Regions from separate parts of the Mus musculus genome. Here region 2 is linked to region 1. The links are chromatin contacts, called in public promoter capture Hi-C maps. All regions are on one chromosome and are shown on one strand. Each heading gives the region's core, a stretch centred on a gene start, on an enhancer-like site or on the middle of the called end of the contact. The rest is flanking DNA. Distances are from core to core; before and after follow the strand shown. Region 1 holds the start of 1700016J18Rik (a long non-coding RNA gene). Region 2 overlaps Foxo3 (forkhead box O3).

The links. Promoter capture Hi-C pulls out the DNA fragments that hold promoters and counts their contacts.
Region 2: a promoter capture Hi-C map of liver shows a contact between it and region 1, with 4 times the contacts expected there. The contact joins the enhancer-like site here to the promoter of 1700016J18Rik in region 1. A contact is called at or near these places in 16 of 39 promoter capture datasets (the 3T3-L1 cell line, 3T3-L1-derived adipocytes, the C10 cell line and 10 more), 1 of 484 Hi-C or Micro-C datasets (bone marrow-derived macrophages), 5 of 115 datasets of contacts at active chromatin or transcription factors (bone marrow-derived macrophages, embryonic forebrain, embryonic hindbrain and 2 more) and 2 of 9 other capture datasets (adipose tissue and embryonic stem cells).

What each region holds. Positions count from the first base shown.
Region 1 is chr10:42,016,064-42,021,060 of GRCm38.p6, reverse strand. It overlaps 1700016J18Rik (a long non-coding RNA gene), which reads right to left and starts at 2,907. Exons shown (of 3, transcript XR_871596.3): 1 at 2,800-2,907; 2 at 2,149-2,453. It overlaps Armc2 (armadillo repeat containing 2), which reads left to right and starts at 2,679. Exons shown (of 18, transcript NM_001034858.3): 1 at 2,679-2,868.
Region 2 is chr10:42,223,039-42,228,035 of GRCm38.p6, reverse strand. The region is part of intron 2 of Foxo3 (forkhead box O3); the gene reads left to right. Among named protein-coding and RNA genes, the nearest start is that of Gm38485, 49 kb to the left of the region's middle. Within about 2 kb of position 2,270, at least 39 of the 459 cell types and tissues checked have an H3K27ac peak or open chromatin away from gene starts, as enhancers often do. A contact at or near this core is called in bone marrow-derived macrophages, hematopoietic stem and progenitor cells, liver and 1 more, where this site is marked.

The DNA.
Region 1 (4,997 bases), core at 1,658-4,157:
TGGAGCTGGAGTTCCAGGATGTTGTAAGACACTCTATGTGGGTTCCTGAAGCTAAACTCTAGTCTTCTGCAAGAGCAGCAAGCACTTATAACTGCTGAGCCATCTCTCCAGACCTACCCGGACCCCTGCTTATTTTTCATAGCAGAGAGCTCAAATACTTATATTGTCAATTTACCACTTACAGACTCCTCTTGTTAACTCAGTACCCAGAAGTTCGGTGGGAATATTATCAGGTGAAGTTTCTGAAGTTTCCTCTCGATGCCTAGAGCCCATCACAGGCTAGGGAGAACCTCTCATCCCTGGACTGAAATATTACGTTTATGTATGTACAATGGCAGGACAGTCTACTGGACTTTGGTACCAAGAACACCAGTTTACATCCCTTTACAAGCTGCGGGCGCGCTGTGAACAGATTACTTAGGCTTCTAAATCTCCGACTTCAAATCCAAATAGAGGGCTGGAGAGATGGCTCAGTGGTTGAGAGCACTGGCTGCTCTTCTGGAGAACCGGGGCTCAACTCCCAGCAGGTCACAGCTATCTGTGCCAGAGGATCCAAGAGCCTCACCCAGACACTTAGGCAGAACACCAATATACATGAAATAAGAACAAATAAATAAATCATCAAAGAACCTTTCCAGATTATTATAAACTCCAAAGAAGACAACAGAAGGAGATGTTCCAAATGAAATCAATTTGGAAACTACAAATAAAACTCTATAAGTATATTATATTTATAACTAATCATTTTCCCCTAAGGTCTATGAAACACAGTTTAGTCATCCCTTCTTTACAAAATCCCATCTGTGTAGAATTTTGGAGGAACATCCAAATCAGCCACATAGGCCTCTGTGTAGTAAGTAGCCTAAATATTTTCCCATAGACTGTTCTACAGTAAACTAAGGTATATGCCATTTATCTCTTCAAGTAATTATTTCCTATAACTCTGTCTCTGTCATTCTTTTCGGTTCTTCTAGCCTGCTTGGCTGACATCTGGCCTGCTGGGTTGACTGGCTTCATATTTCAATGGTTTGCTTACAAGGTCTAGTTTAGATGAACATTTTAGACACAAGACCATAGATAACAATTGTTGGTAAAAAAACAAACAAACAAACAGATTTGGTTTTGATGTCTTGTTTTGTCTTCTGAGACAGGGTCTCACTGTGCAGCTCAGGCTAGTTTGGAACTTAAGGTAATCCTCCTGTCTAAGTTTCTCACATGCTGGGATTATAGGTCCAAGCCATGTCTGTTTTACAGGTTTGTAAGCTCATGTTTCAGTGGAGATGAGACTTTTAGACTTAGAAGCCAGCTACTGCAACGTTTGGGAAGGCTCACTGTGGACCGCAAATCTGGGGTGAGAAGAAGATGTAAAGCTGAATTTCTATTGGCTATCGATATACTCATTTTTCACCCACCATCATTCAGAAAGATGTTGAGGTTGAGTTAATATCAGATTACCAGTCATTTAATAACAAAACATTTGGAGAAGTCTGACTCTCCATGAAGGGTCAGATAGACACCTGTATTTATAAACAGCCACCAAGAGACCCAAATGGACTTGTATTTTATCATATCTCACAAACTATGAGATCAAAATGCTAGTTATGCTTTCTATACAACAGGCAATGTCCTTTTGCACAGTTGAGTCTGGTGACACACAAATGGGACTTCATAGGATAGATCCTGTTCCCAGTGAAAAATAATATTTAGTTTGGGATCCTAAACTTCATCAATGATTGAGTTTTCTTTGTCTGTGATGTGGGAAATCTTGTTAAGCACTTGGAAAACCTTTACTCAGTGTTCCAGGTGTCATTTCTCATCAAAGGTATTAACTGTGCAAAATAGATACAATTTAGTTATTCTTTACAAGACCCTTGGCACCATGGAATACGGCATTTTCCCAGTGTTGACAACACTTGCTGATAATCCCTATGTTTATATACCGTAGTGTAAATTTAGAGCTTATGCCTCGCTTGTATTTCACAAGTGTTACCCAATGATCCAGTGTAGACGCAAACAGAGTTTGAATTAGAAACATATACACAGGACTCTTTTTTTTTTCTTCCCCTGTTGGGTTGTAGTGATTCAGTAAGAACACACAGCGACTAGCCATAGCAACCCAAGACTTAAATCGCTCCTTCCTGATCTCACCTTGGGTCCCTAGTTGCTCTGTTGTGAGCTCGCTCTACAAACGGTTGAGTGCTGCCCAAATGCAAGGAGTTAATGATATCCAACAGGTTAACATTCACTGCTACATTCACAGCTCTTCACATTTATTTTGCTACGGCCCACGATTCAGCTATTCACACACAGGGATAGCACTCTCTGCCTGAAGCATAAGAGATGAGATGCTAAGGAACCGTTCCAGGTGGACGTTGACGTCTATAATCAATAACCGACTCTTTCCCAAAACACTACATTGTTCCTCTGCCAGTTGTTTAACAGTCTTGGAGATCCTACGGGGAGAAACAAACATGGTTGAACATATTGCTAATGTAAAAGAAGACTCCCCTCCACCCATTCTTGCCTTTCCCCTGTGGGTATGCTCCTGCCCGCGCTCCCGCACGGGCCCTCGCCACGCCTCGACGCTGCTACGCGTGCGTGGCTAGAGGGATTGGCGCAGGCTCAGTGGCGGAGAGTGGAGCAGGGCCGCCCCGCCCCGCCCCGCCCCGCCCCGCCCCTCCTCCTGGTCCCTGCTGCCCTGCGAGAGCGGGAAGGCCGTCACACTCCGCCGGGGTCTAAGTGTCTAGCGCTTGTCACAGGTGTTTTGAGTCGAGCCCGGATTCCCCAACCAGCACCTACTCCAGCGCATCCCGCTTCGCTCTGCGGCGTCCTGGATCTGTAGGCTGACCGCTCGGCCTGCAGCGAAAGGTGGTTTGTGTACGGTTACCATGGAGATGCTAGCCAGCAGGGCAAAGGCGGTGCGCGGGAGGGCGGGAGGGCGAGGTGAGGATGCTGAGGCGCTCGGCCCTAACCTGGACCGGTGAAGGAGCGGGCTTTTCCGGGAGTGGGAGAGCAGCTGTGCGTGCGGGAGGTGAGGAGTCCCCTGCAGGTTCACCAGGGACCCCTCCTGCAGTCTCTCTTCTGTTCCCAGATAGGGTCGAGGGGTGCTGCTGCATACTCTCGGGGTCTGCACAGGAGTCAGCTTCTGTAACTGTGAGCATTTAGTCAGTTGCCTGGTATTTAACAGGAGTAACCAGTAACACTGGTTGAATGAGAGAGTGATAGACTAAGGGACTCTGTGGAGGCAGGCCACAAGAACAAACTAGGATTTTCCTAGGTAACAAATGACTCCTCAATAAAGTGTATGTGGAACAATATTAATTACACCGTATGTATACAGAATGCCCCTTACAACCCATGCCACAAGTATTACCGCAGGTTCTTCCATCCCGACATCATATTCTTTTCGTTTGGTAGAAAATAAGTCACACTATATGTATCCCATTTTTGTAAATCCCTAAGGTTTTGACTAGCAGTTTGCATAGATTTGGGATAACTGACATTCAGATAAAAACGCTGGGTTTTTTTGTTTGTTTGTTTTTATTTTGTTTTTAAATCAAGGATGGTATTCTCTAGTTGAAAATTTAAATTTATGATATGCATGAAAACATTGGACAGATAGTCTCTTTTGTGACTTCTCTTGTTGGTGAGTATTTTCATTCTAGGAAGATCTTTCTTGACCAGCCAGCACTTGGACAGTACTTCTTAGTATTGTAAGAGCTAGCTAGCATCGTGCTAAAGCATTTGGACATTTCATGCAATGCTGAAAGCTGCCCTGAGAGTTGGTCATTATCCATGCTTTTTTAACAGAAGAGAACTCGGGTATAGAGATGTCTAATGCCCTTCAAGGTCACAGAGCTGCAGATCCTCGGGGGACTTAACACTTGCTCTGACATCTAAGCACTTTTCTTGCACCTGTTTGGATGCTCATTTAATGCCAAAGTAATTCAGTCATGGAAAGAGCCCTGAGTGTTTGATTTGCTGGGGAAAGAGGGTGCACCAGCAAACCCTATGTCGGCAATGTTGATGGGCAATGTTGTCTTTAACATGAAGGAGGTGGCTCTGGTGGCTGTTGGTAGCAAACAGTAGAGATAGGGGTTTTTAAAGATATATTTATTCTTGTTTTATGTGTATGAATGTTTGCCTGTGTGTATGTGTGTGTACAGTGTGCCTGTAATGCCCTCTGAGGCCAGAAGAAGAAAGTAACACATGCAAATAACACGTGGGTCTGGAGAGATGACTCAGTGGTTAGGACCACTGGCTGCTCTTCTAGAGGACCAGGGTTTGATTCCCAGAACCTACACAGTGGCTCACAAGTCCAGTCCCAGCGAATGCAGTATTGTCTTCTGGCCTTGGCAGGCACTGCATGCTTGTGGTGCATTGACATATCCACAGGCAAAACACCCATACACATTAAAACAGCAACAACAAACCCGTTTGGGTGTTCCCCATCGTCCTGCAGATGATGTTCATCCTGTAGTGGTCGCATCTGATACCACAGACCAAACAGTGAGATGCAAGCGACAACTTAGCCTCCCTCTTCTTTCCAGAGTTCACAACTCTTCTGGTTTCTTCTGAAAGGGCTCCTGGCCTCCCTCTGACCCCTGTGGATCTGTCCATTCTGTGTTGTCTCTGACTGTCCCCTCTGTTCTTGGTGCCCGTCACCCTTGATGTCACTGTCTCTCCGGAGTCATTTGTCCAGTCCCACACGTTTGAGCAACAGGGAAGGGAGAGGCGGCTATATTTGAATTCCTGTTGCCACAGGGCTTCACAGATCAGATGCTGTCAGAAATAAACTGCAATGTACCTTTATAATCGACTACAGCACATATCTCCAATTAAAGACACCACATAGCCTTCATCCGGGAATTTCTCAGCTCAGGTGTATTTAGCCTTCGGTTGTGCCCCTATGGAGGGCTGGGATTCAGAGTCCGAGGGTAGGAAATAGCACTGGCAGTGTGAGCAGTTAGTTCTAACACTGTGGACAGAGTTAAGAC
Region 2 (4,997 bases), core at 1,021-3,520, 210 kb before region 1:
ATGAAGAGCCACACATGTTTTTGGAGCCTTCTCTGGTGAAGTGTGAGCTAGCCTCCCCTTGATTTCTGGGTCAGTGGTGACAGGGTAGGAGTTACAGGATGTTTGGTGAATAGGTAGAAAGACTTGGGCAGGTTGCTTGTAGGGGAGCCATCTGCACAAGCAAGCCTCCCCTTCTTGGTTTCCCACCTTCTCCATCTGTGCCCCCACATTGTCCCAGGCTTAAGACTGACAGTCTCTGGCATGGTTCCTCTGGGGCCATCGACCTGGCTCCTTCAGCACTGGAAAAGCTTGCTTTTTCCCTGCAGTGGGCTTTGTCATACTTTCTGTTCTTAGCCATTTGTTTTTGTGGTGCTTCTACTGTACTGAAATCACACTCTTCCTTTCAGGGAGACAAAACAAAAACAAAAAACCAAAAAAAGTGCCCATGATCTTTGTGGAAAATGATGCTAAAGTTGTAGCAAAGTACATGCCACGTATGTCTGTCTGTTCACCCAAGGAGTAAGACAGTCACAACTATTGGATGGATGGGGGAGGGGGGCAGGGAGCGATCCACTACGTTCACACCTGGGCTTTACAGCAGGTGTCTTCCTCCTTTGCTTGATTCGGGGGTTCTCTTTGATTGTTTCCTCTATTAACACAAGAAGTTCTTCCCCCCCCCGTGTAAAAAAATAAAGAACCAGGAAGGTTTTGTTCTCTGTTAGCTAGATTTAGAAGTGATAGAAAAAAACAAGATCCTTGGGGGAAAATAGCTAAATTTGTTGGGCAGGATGCAGTGATTGCTGCCACAGAGATTTTGGCATCTGGATTATTTTCAGACTGATGTGAACTTCATAATGTAGTGTGAGCATTGGCGTTCCGTGCTCCCCACGAACCCAGCAGTGAAGATCTGTGCTCCCCACGAACCTAGCAGTGAAGATCTGTGCTCCCCATGAACTCAGCAGTGGAGACCTGTGCTCCTCATAAACCCAGCAGTGAAGATCTGTGCTCCCCACGAACCCGGCAGTGAAGATCTGTGCTCCCCATGAACAGCAGTGGAGACCTGTGCTCCCCACGAACCCAGCAGTGGAGATCTGTGCTCCCCACGAACCCAGCAGTGGAGATCTGTGCTCCCCACGAACCTAGCAGTGAAGATCTGTGCTCCCCACGAACAGTAGTGGAGATCTGTGCTCCCCACGAACAGCTGTGGAGATCTGTGCTCCCCATGAACAGCAGTGGAGATCTGTTCCCTGTGCAGCTAGTAGGGGAGTTCCACGTCCCCATGAACCCAGTGATGGAGACCCATTCTCCGTGGATCTGCTAATGTTTTGAGGATGCTTTAGGGGGGAAATTATCTCACTGACTTGGTGAGTAAAGTCCAAGTGTGTATCCCTGAAGTCTTGGAGAGCAAACCAGTAAGCGGCACCTCTTCGCAGCCTCTGCATCAGCTCCTGCCTCCGGGTTCCTGCCCCGACTTCCTTCTGTGGTGAACAGTGATGTGGAAGTATAGGCCACATCATAAACCCTTTCCTCTCCGAACTGCTTTTGGTCACGTGTTCACCGCAGCCTCGGTCACCTTGACTAGGACAGGACTTTTAGGTGAGAAGGTGGATGAGCTTCAAGGGGTAGGACTTGCTTCTTCATATGACACGAGCAAGGGTGTGCAGATGCATGTCACGTGACAGGATAGGGCCGTGCAGTGAGCGTAAGCTGGAAGGTAGACAGTCCGGGAGAGTCAGCGAGAGTTCATTTCTTGTTTGGCAGGCAGGGGTGGTTGTGACGCTCATGCATTCCGCCATGACAGTTGACTTGCTTCTCAGGTGCTTCCTGAGCCAAGAGCAGGGAGGCCTTCTAGCCTGTGGACACGGGGCAGCGGAGGGAGCGAGGTGTGCCTTGGGCTCATTGCCTTGAGTGCTGGCTGGTGGTCTGGAGATGAAGAGCAAAGAATCTGGAACTTCCTGACTTCACACCCCCACACTGGCATGTCCACACTGGTCAGGGCTCTCTTGTGTCTCTGCTCTGGTATGGGCTGGTGGCCTGGGCAGAACAAGCAAGGGCAGACACCAGGTAGTTCATGGATGTCAGGTCGCTAGAGGTTCGGGTGAGGGACCGGGAACAGACAGACAGTGTCTTGCCTTTGAGTTTGGCCACACCTCTCCTTCAAGTTGGTTTACTGCATTCAGAGCACAAGGTGAAGCTTGTAAGAGACTTCATCAGCACTCCAAGCTGACAGCCCACACTGGGGTCAGGGAGGAAGGGGCAGCACCGCCCTGGGGTGATTTGTGGGAGGGCCTTGGGTCTCAGTGCCCCTGTGCCAGCTGCTGGCCTTTGGACCAGGCCTTTTGCTTCAGGGCAGGTGGTGGTGACGAGTTGGGGTTCTGGACTTTGACCAGAGTGCAGTGCGAGCTTGGCGTCCTTGACCAGGACCTGGAACGTGTTCTATAATTTTCTATCTGCCTCCGTCTCTCACTGGTAAAATCCGAATGACAGATTGAGTGGAGGTTGTGAACAGTTAAGAAAAAGGCTGTATAGTTCTCGGGTACCCTCTTCCTGTGGGTCTGAGGCCAGCCATGGGGAGGTTCGGTAGGTGTTAGTTTGGGTGTCAGTTTCAGGAGATTTCTTGGCTTCTCTTGTAGCTGTCACAGGCAGGCAGCCGTTGTGCTTCATTGGATTCATACGTCAAAGACGATGAGAGAAGCAGACAGTGTCTGCTTTTCGGAAGGGTTGGGAGGAAGCGGAAGCCGTACTTAGGTAATATTCCTTCAGAGCAGAACTTCTCTTTTAGGATTATTGCTTCATAATCTTTCAGTGCCCTTCTTTGTGGCAGAAGGCACTACATGAGCGAGGTGTTCACTTTCTAATGGTGTCCGTTCGGCTTCATGATTAAAGTAGCATTTGTCTTTCAGTACCTCTGAGAGGAATTTAGTTAATAAACCAGTGAAAAGACTTTCTTACCCATAAAGCTCTGTGGGAGTTTGGACTCAGATATGTTTGCTTAGCTATATAAATTCGTCCTTACCAGCACTGATGTGTCAGAGGCCCCTCTGAGACTTCTGGGAGGCCGCGTAGTCCTTCCAGGGTACCCTAAGAGATCTTACATTTTACCAACACAATCAACTGCTTTATATCATATCGTACTAAACCCTTGCTTTCTTTTTTTTTCTCCCCTTGCCACCAAAATCATTGTATTCTTTCTCAAGGAATCATTACCCAAAACCGCTTGGTAAGTTACTAGAGTGCAGAAAGCAGTCTTGATTTGTGTGATCGTATATGATTTCATTGGAGAGGGTTTTTTTGCTTTTAAATGGACATGCATGCGCTCCTGTTGACTGGTTGGTCGCTTGGTTGATTGATTACAGGATCTCATCAGGTAGATCCTCAAATTTTCATCTTCCTGCCGCTGTCACCCGCGTGCTAGAATTACAGGTCCGCACTGCCGTGTCTGGCTTAGACCTTTTAATGACATTCTTACTAAAATTATAAAAATAGTGCAACTTCTTAAAGCAATTCTGGATCCTAGTTTCTTGTCATGAGCCTTCAATAGTTTCTAAATACCTGCTTTTCGGAAGGCTGGGGGCGGGATGCAGATACATCCATCCATTCGGACTGGGTAGACAGTACCCTGTCCTGTTCTGGCTGGCTAGCTAGGGTAGACTATTACTTTCCTTAGGACCTTAAAGGGTTTGTCACTTCTGGCCCACAACGTCCAACCCCACAAAGCCTGAGCAGTTTCAGGATTTGTTTTCTCTGTAGTCTATAGGGGAGGAAGAGGCAGAAGAAGGGCATGAGATAGGATGGCCTTAGTCTGTGATTTTTCTACATTTGTAAAGCTTATCCTATAATCCTTTAAAGGAAATATTTTCCTCATCCGCCCAGTAGAAGGTATGAGATGTAAGAAGCCATTCCCTTTGTGTGGTTTCCTCGGGCTTTTAAAAGAATAAAGTAGCGCTTGTCTTTAAGCACCTTTAAGAGGAATTCGGGTAATCACCCTGTGAAGCGCGTGATGTGCCAGAAGAGCCTTCCAGACCCCTTTGTCCTGCAGTTTCTTCTTTGCTGTCCTTGCCTGTGGGGCCTGGTCCAGTTGCTGACCTCCCTGCCAGATCTCTGCAGAAGAAACAGCACAGGGTTCTTTAACAGTGGCTCTGATGGCGTCACTGCTGACTGCCCATCTGACATTATGTAAAATGGTTCATTCTTGTGAAAAATACATATAGGACAGAAAACATTTCAAATGATTTTATCATTTGTTCAGTGAACTGGCTCAGAAGCTAATGTTGTGTCTTTGAAAATGACTTTTTCGGGTTGGAGGGATGGCTCAGTGGTTAAGAGCACTGACGGCTCTTCTGAAGGTCCTGAGTTCAAATCCCAGCAACCACATGGTGGCTCACAACCATCTGTAATGAGATCTGATGCCTCTTCTGGTGTGTCTGAAGACAGCTACAGTGTACTTACATATAATAAATAAATCTTAAAAAAAAAAAAACAAAAGAAAGAAAACGAAAGAAAACTTATTCTTTCTAAAGGAGCACTGCTGCCTCCCAGCGCCAGGCTGTGGTGGTCTGAGCACCTCTCCCAAGTCTCCCAAGCAGGGTGCTATTGTATGAGCTCGCTGACAGTTTCAATCTACTCCCCTAAAAATGTGGTTAGCTTGGAAAGAGTGGGCTTACTTCATGTGTAAGCATATTTTGAGCTTCCTTAAGACATTGAAGCATAATACAAAGCTGTTGGGTATATGTTAAAAAGCTACCGGGATTCTGCCCCATGTGCTTAAATCCCCAGCTCTTGTTGGTTTTCCTTTATTTCAGATTTTAAAGTAAATGTTAGGCCTCAGTTACTTCATCTAATGAGTTATGTACACCTTGAAAACATGGCTGTATTTTTTCAGTTGGCCACATTGTCATTAAACAACTACCCGTAGTTACTTTTTTAATGGGTATAATGTAATACCTAATGTATAATTTTTTTAAGTCAAATTTGGGCCAGGGATGGTGGCACGTGCCTTTAATCCAGCACTCGGGGCA